2 separate regions of the Sus scrofa genome follow, and region 1 is linked to region 2. A link is a contact called in public HiChIP or PLAC-seq data. All regions are on one chromosome and are shown on one strand. Each heading gives the region's core, a stretch centred on a gene start, on an enhancer-like site or on the middle of the called end of the contact. The rest is flanking DNA. Distances are from core to core; before and after follow the strand shown. Region 1 overlaps CHCHD6 (MICOS complex subunit MIC25). Region 2 has its middle 61 kb from the start of TPRA1.

Region 1 (3,674 bases), core at 767-3,266, 530 kb before region 2:
GGATGGTTTCCAGGGCAAAATGAATTGGTCGTGCCAGGTTGAGCCTGGCAACAGGTGCTCAAACCATGAATTTCTCTTCCCTTCCTTTCCTCACTACTGCCTTTATTAAAATCCTCACCTTTTGATTCATAATGTCACATTCTCTTCACCTGTTTGCACTTCAGTTTTCTCTGTGATGTAGGAATTCGCAATTTACTGGGTGGTCATGAGCTCTGCTGGGGTCGGTGTGCCCCCCACTTTCAGTCCTGTGGGAGTCCCATTCTCTACCGGCATCTGCACGTGGTGGGGGTGGGGGGCCACACAGCCTCAGAGTCACCTGTGGCTCAGACTCTTGTCTTACTCATTTAGTTCAGTGGTTACTTGCTTCATCATCTGACTCAGAAATAAATCCATCCCTTTCCTCGTTTTTTATAACCCCCTTTTTCAGTCACAGGGTGTTCAGGAGACCTTGGAAAAGTGTGGAACATGTGGTGGATGCTGAAAGTGCCCCTTTCAGGTTTTTCACCAGCTGGTGAGGCCATCTCCTGGCTGCCAAGAGCTCACGTATGCCCTCTTCCCTGAGGGTGCTAATGACCATCTGCTGCGGGGGACAGAAGGTCAGCCCCTTGCCTCCCAGCAGGACCAATTCTGGACGTAATTTGTGCTCTGAGAGCCGTGGGGGTGACTTGAAGCCACTACCAGCTCTTGACATCTTCGCTTTCTCCTGAAGCATCCCCCCCATAAACCTCTTGCACCACAATCCCCACCTCAGCCTCTGCTTATAGTGAAGAAACAGATGAAGGGATGGAGAGAGATTTGCAAATTAAAGTATCCTGAAGGAAACCAGCTGATGTCTTTGCTCATAACCCCCCTAGCGCCCCTACCCCACGTCCAAGGCCAAGCTGTGGTCATCTCGAAGCGTCTCTCTCTCTCTTCCACACTGTTCTCCTTACCCCTGCGTCCAAGTTCTAAAAGGCTCCAAATGATTCTTTTCTTGGAGCAGTCGGCTGTTTCCCAGTTCATGATCCCAACTCGGCCCCAGGCCCACTTTGGCGAATCAAAGCCAGTCGGCAGCTCAGAGAACAAATGGGCTTCGTTCAGGGCACGGCTGAGGGCAGGGCACTTCGTTCAGGGCACTCGGAGCCGCCTGAGTGTCCGTAAGCCTAGGACCACGCGCTGTCCTCCGTGGGCCTTTAGGAAGCACTGGAGCCGCTCACCAGGCCCGCGGCTCTGCCCCTTCCGCTCTCCGGCAGCGCTGGGCTGCTCCTCCCTCCGCCAAGCGGAGCCCTTCTTGCCGGGCCCTTGACCGGGGGCCCAGCACAGTCCTTCCCTCACATCGCGGGCTATTCTCCCCCAGAGACGGAGCTCCAGCTCCGAAGGTAAAGCAAGCGCCTCCCGCCAGCTTCTCGCCGGGCAGCGAGACGCCGCCGTTTTCCTCGGCGTCCAGGAGGCTCCTCAACAGGCCGCTCGCCGACTGTTCACCATTCCCTCCATCCCGGGTGTCCTCGGCCGGTCAGCGCTCCCCGGCTGCTCCGCACGGTTTGCTGACGAACCTGCAGCGCCTCGGCCGGTTCGGCGCTGTCCTTGCCCCCTCCGCTCGGCTCGTCAGCAGGCCTCCCAACCCGCGGTCCGACCACGCACATTCCCGGCTCCTGCGCCTGGTCCAGCCGGCGCCGCCGCCAGACTACAACCGCCACAATGCCTTGCGGCCCGCCCGCGATTGGCTGAGCCCGGCGGCCGCGCCCAATGGGACGCTGCGTTGTTGGCAGGTGGCGCCGTCCGGAAGAGCCGGCGCGCCAGAGCCGCCTCCCGCCATGGGCAGCGCGGAAAGCAGCGAGGGCCGCAGGGCGTCTTTCGGGATGGACGAGGAGGAGCGGGTCCGGGTGCTGCAGGGCATCCGGGTGAGCGGGCGGCCGGAGGGCGGGCGTGGAGGCGCCGGGCGTTCCTCAGCGGCGAGAGGGACGCGACCTCGGAGCGCGCCCGCAGGCTCGGCCGCTGCCAGGTGGGAGGAGGAGCGGACGCCGGGGCGGGGCCTGTTGTCGGGACCCGGATTCGATGCCCTCGCTGCCCGGGGACGCCACGCCTGTACGAGGACGACGAGCCGCTTACCTCTCCCACAGCTTCCCGTGCCAGTTTCCCCCTTCCCCTCTCCCGCCCCTGTTCACTGGCCTCAGGGCCTTCTTGCCCCTTGGGTTGCGGGTCTGTTGGGCACACGACCTCCGCACGGGCTGTGTCGGCTCGTGCGTTCTTGTGGGAGCTCAGATGTCACCTCAGTATCTTTCCCTGACCATTCAGTCTAAAGTGGCCGCCCCCCACTCCCATCCCCGCGGTTTCACAGTTGTTTTTGTCCGAGGGCTCATCACGATGAGAAACTTCTATTGATACTTGACTTTCCTGTTGTGTTTCCCGCTGCTGGGTAAGCTCCAAGGCTCTTGCCTGACTCCAAACCCTATCCCCAGAGTCTAGAGGAAGAATAAAAGCAGCTCACATCCGAGTGCTTAGTGGGGATCTTTTCATTTAATTCTCAACAGCCCTTTAGAAGTAGGATTCGGTTTGCTCATTTTATGGGTTGAGAACCAGGCACTGAGGTACTTAGCCAAGGTCACCTGAGCAACAAGCTGGCGAGCTGGGTTCGAGCTCCGCTGACTCAGTGTCCTGTTGGTTCGGTGCCCTGCTTCCTGCATCTGTGCCTGGCACAAGGCTGGTGCTTTGTAAACCATTGCTAAATGATTAAATGGATGAACCCAGTGAAGCAGGTACGGAGCTTAGGTGAATTAGTTGATTATGGAGGTGGCTCAGAAAAGGACATTAGGAAGTCTGACTTCCGGATAGATGCTCATTAGTTGTGTGACCTGGGATGAACAACTTATCTTTTGAGTCTCAATCACCACATCTTTTAAAAAATGAGAGGAGGCTATATAATCCAGGTGCAACCTAGGGTAAGACGATGTATGTGGACATGTTTAGGAAAAGTGCAGAGTGTTTGTGGGGGCCTCTTAGCGTAGCCTATTTAGTGCTTGCTAGGTGTTATCTAGTCTTGATCTGGCTCGTTGCAAAGACAGAATGAGGAGAAAATGTCTGTATTGGAAGGTGAGAGGCAGTAGCTGAATCAGAATATAGAAAGGTTCTCTGGGCCCTCTCCCACTGTTGTCACCTACATTGGGGAATGTTGGAAAATTCAGTCAGTCACAGTTTTCTAAGGGGATGTCCCCTAAATTAAAGGAACATCATCTTTTTTGGGTCTTATATCAGATGGGCATTTTGTTTCTAGGTCTTAGCAGTTCTGCAAAGACTGAATTCTCTTTTAAAATGGAGACTTAGGCTTAGCGACATTAAGGAACATGTCCAAGGTGTTACTTTTGGGACTTTAATCATTTGGGTACAAGAAACATCCTTTTCTCACTACTACAAGCCCCCTCCCATATGCAAGGCAATGTGAAGGTTGTGTAACAGCTCCTAGCTGTCCTGATAGGGCGCAGGTTCTATCAAGACTGTTAAAACAAGAGGGAGCTTTGGGCAGACCCATCAGAGACTATAAGTGCCTTGTCCAGAGGCGTACAGTTGGGGGCATGGCCCCATGCTATGAGAGCCCTTTGCTTTCTTCCTTCTCTTTCCTCTGTTCCTTCTGTCCACTCCTGACCCTGGCTTCAGAGAGGGAGACCAGAGAGAGGAGGTGATGGCAATTCAGAGTTGGT
Region 2 (3,678 bases), core at 405-2,904:
TAATTGGGAAGTGAGACAAGCTGAGTGCTTTAATGAGCTACCTTGTTGTAACTCTAACTGGTTGGCGTTATTTACAGAGATTCTGCTAATGAGGTGCCTGTCAGAGGGGGAGCACACGATGGGGGAGGAGGGGAGCCAACCAGCCTGACTGCAGAGGCCAGAGTCAGAGAGAAGAGAAAGAAGCTTACCTGTGCCGAGCTCCTCCTGGACCACGTGATCCCACTCCTTGTCCAGAAGCCAGCAGGTGCAGATGAGGTAAGAGCAAGGGAACCTGCTGCCAAGCTGACACAGGGAGTCCAGGTCAGTCCAGGTGACTCAGATGGCCAGCCCCTCGGGGACCGGCTGCAGGCAGATGGCAGGTCCACCCAGACCCACCCGAGGTGGCAGGAGGAGCAAAGCATGTGACAGTGGGGAAAAGCATCGACTAGCATGGAGCACCACTACCCCCCCAACCTGGACACACAGGACCCACTGAGAATGGGGAGCGCCTGGGCTCCCTGGGTTCACACACCTGCTTCCTGGGTTGATCCTGGACAGGCCAGGGTCCCCCAGCCACCCCTCAGGGCCTCCTCCCCTAAGGCCTGATGGTACTCTGGGCCATCTGCCCTCCCGAAGTCCATCCACCCTAGGCCTGGGAATGACTCGCCTGCAGTTTACTGGGCTCAACCTGGGTCAGGAAGTTCATCAGTCTCTGGTGTACATATTGGATTGTAGCCAAAATAAAAACTCTGACCTTTGGTCTCAGTTTTTCCACCTGCAAGATGGGATTAATAAAATCTGCCTTTCTGAAAGATGGTGAGATGCCGAGAAAGGTTCAAGAAGTGCCCGGTAAACTGCCAGGTGCTGACCTTAGCCTTGTTACCATTATTAGCAGCAGTGTCCTCTGGCTGCAATGCTGACACCAAGCTCTCCGTGCCATGAGGACACTGCTCTGGCTGTGCTCACCTCCCACTGGGCCCTGCCCCGCCTTCTCCACCCTCACTATCACATCCCCTCCTCCCCTGCCACCCATCAAGGCTGACATCTCTTTAATGATAACATCTGTGCATTTCCGTGGGAGCCATAGAGCCCCTCCTGACAGCCCCTATTCAGAGGGGATCAGGTGCTCAGAACTTTGGGAAGAGTTGAGTCTTGGGGGGAAAATGCACTAATTGCCAAGTGTTGCTGTTCACCCTGATGTGGTAGCAAAAGGAATATTTATGTATATGTTCAGGAGGACCAGTGAAACCAGCACAAGTGTGAGATGGTGTCCGAATGTCAGTGCCAGGAGCTCCTCTCAGGGCCTTGCTGCCAGACTCCTCCCTTATTCCACAGAGAAGACATGGGGGCCCAGAGAGGGTAGCAACTTGCTGAAGGTGGCTCAGGACTGGGAAGGAGGTCCAAGGCTGGCTGATGCCCCAGGCCCATGTGGCCTCCACACAGCAGCTGGTTCATCGAGAACAAAAGCCGTGCATTCCTCCTGCATCTCAGCATGCGGCCATCTGGGGCGCTGCCTGCCCTGCAGGGCTGCTGTATTTGCAAGTGCCGCCTGCTGGGGCCCTTGTCCTGGACAAGGGGCCTGCAGAGACCCTTCTCTGAGGCTGGAGATCTGTCCCTCAGTAGCCAGGACGGTGGGCACAGCCCCACTGAGCAGCCATCTGCGGCTGCTGAGTTGTGAGACATGGGCGCCAAGTGCTGCAACCAAGGCTGTTGTCCAAGGGCCAGAGCGCCAGCCCTGGCCATGCCTCCACAGCCTCTTGGAACAAAGCCACTGTAAGTAGGTGGAGATTGCTTCTTAACCCAGACAGCTCTCAGCTCAAATCCCAGCTAGGCCCACCTGCCCCTACAACCCCAGCGAGCTCTCACCCTCTGTGTCTGACTCCGTATCTGCTGGTGTGATGAGTTGGGCCCTGCAGGGTTGGTCTGGGGCCTGAAGGGTGGGTATGCCACCCAGGGCTGCTCCCTACACTGAAAAGGCATCAGGGCCCCCACCAGCAAGCACAGGACAGCAGCTGTTCAGCCTCAGCGCATTTGCTGGTATAAAAATTTGGCGGGAGGTCCTATGGACAGGCCCCAACTCCCACATGTCTGCACCCCACCCCTGCCCCACTCCCTGTGGCTCCCACCAGCCCCTGAGTCCACATGGTCTCCTGAGTTTGCCACCATGAAGGGACCCTTTTTGCATGGCTCCAAAAGGTGAAGCCTATGCCGGCCCCCTTCCCTCCTGCTCCCAGCCAAAACCCCATTGCGCTCTTGGCCCAGGTCAGATAACACGGCCCCGCAGGGCTGCCCCATTCCCTTCTGAGCACAGGTAGACTGTTGGCAGGTACACTTGACCATTCAGCAGTCAGTCCGGGTCCAAGCTCTGCAGACACAGCCATGAACAAATCTGACTAGGGCCACATCTTCCTGGAGTTGCTCTAGTGGAAGGGACAAACCGCTAACAGTTTGGTCAACAAGGCAGCTTAGGCAGAAAAAAATGGAACAGGGTGTGCACTGGACCAGTCAGGGAGCAAGGGAGTGTAGAGTCAGCCTGCAAATTTCCGTTTAGCAACACAACAGGCAAACATCACAGCCTCACGCAGTGAGGAGCTGAATCTTCACACTGAACGGTTCTGATGTACCTTAACCTGAAGGCGGTCCCTCTGCCCACGCCCACTGCCACCACCTGGACAAGCCCCCATTTGCTCTCTCCTGCATTATTGCAAGAGCCTCCTGGCTGCATCCCCCACTTCTGCCCTGGAAGCCCCTTCAGTCACCACTTAGCCCAGTAGCCACAGTGAACATTTTAAAATGCAAGGCAGAGCTCACCATCCCTCCACCAAAACCCAAATGGCCCCACATTACCCCAAGGAAAAGCTGAGGTCTTCCTATGACTTAGACGGCCCTGCATGACCTGACCCCCATCAGCTCTCTGTCCTGGTGGCCAGTCCTCCACCCTCACCACTGCCCCTGTCACAGTGTCTCCCTGCCATTCCAGGAAAAATGCCAGGCACGTCCCAGCCTCAAGACCTTTGCACGTGCTGTGCCCCTGTCTGTGATGCTTTCCCCCAAATACCCAAGGACTCACACCAGCACTTCTTTAGTTCTTTCTGGCTCCAGGAGGCTGGGGCCACCTTCTCCATTAGCCAAAACCAAACGTGGATTGGTGCTGGGTTTGGCTGTTTCTGCTCAAGGCAGGGCGCCTCCAGGGACATCCACCAGGAATTCCCCGCAGTGCCAGCCACACCCTCTGGGAGCTGTGCTTTGAGCCAGGGCTCGTCCTTCCTGGCCTCCCTCCTTCCCTCTCTCTTTCCAGAAGGCTCAGACCTGCTCCAAGGCTGGGGCTTCCCACCCACCTCTGTTCCCTTTCCCTGTTTTCCACAGGCGTTCCCAGCAAGAAACTCCTTACAATTCCAACTCCATCATCTTGACATCTGCTTTTCAGGAACCCCAGCTGACAGTGTGTCACCTTTCACCCAAACTGCAAAGAAGGCTTCTCAGGTATGGAGTCATGCACAGCCCAGCAGAGTAGGGGCAGTTCAGTGCTCCTACCGTCCGGAGCAGAGTCCCCTGGCTGGAGCCTGGAGCCCTCTGGCCCTTTCCTGGGGAAAGTACCTGGGCTGAGAGGCTGGCTGACTGGCCTTGCCCCCACTTTTAAGCTCTCTGGCCCTCAGTCTTCCTCAGCTGTAGAACCAACATGCTGGTACCTCCTCCATT

The links. HiChIP or PLAC-seq counts read pairs in DNA pulled down with a chosen protein or histone mark.
Region 1: an H3K27ac HiChIP or PLAC-seq map of skeletal muscle shows a contact between it and region 2. The contact joins two enhancer-like sites. A contact is called at or near these places in 1 of 47 Hi-C or Micro-C datasets (embryonic fibroblasts) and 1 of 2 datasets of contacts at active chromatin or transcription factors (skeletal muscle).

Annotation. Positions count from the first base shown.
Region 1 is chr13:73,253,048-73,256,721 of Sscrofa11.1, reverse strand. It overlaps CHCHD6 (MICOS complex subunit MIC25), which reads left to right. Exons shown (of 10, transcript XM_021069811.1): 1 at 1-1,880. The coding sequence starts at 1,794. Among named protein-coding and RNA genes, the nearest start is that of CHCHD6, 8.1 kb to the left of the region's middle. Within about 2 kb of position 2,016, at least 71 of the 83 cell types and tissues checked have an H3K27ac peak or open chromatin away from gene starts, as enhancers often do. A contact at or near this core is called in skeletal muscle, where this site is marked.
Region 2 is chr13:72,721,062-72,724,739 of Sscrofa11.1, reverse strand. No RefSeq gene overlaps it. Among named protein-coding and RNA genes, the nearest start is that of TPRA1, 61 kb to the right of the region's middle. Within about 2 kb of position 1,654, at least 5 of the 83 cell types and tissues checked have an H3K27ac peak or open chromatin away from gene starts, as enhancers often do. A contact at or near this core is called in skeletal muscle, where this site is marked.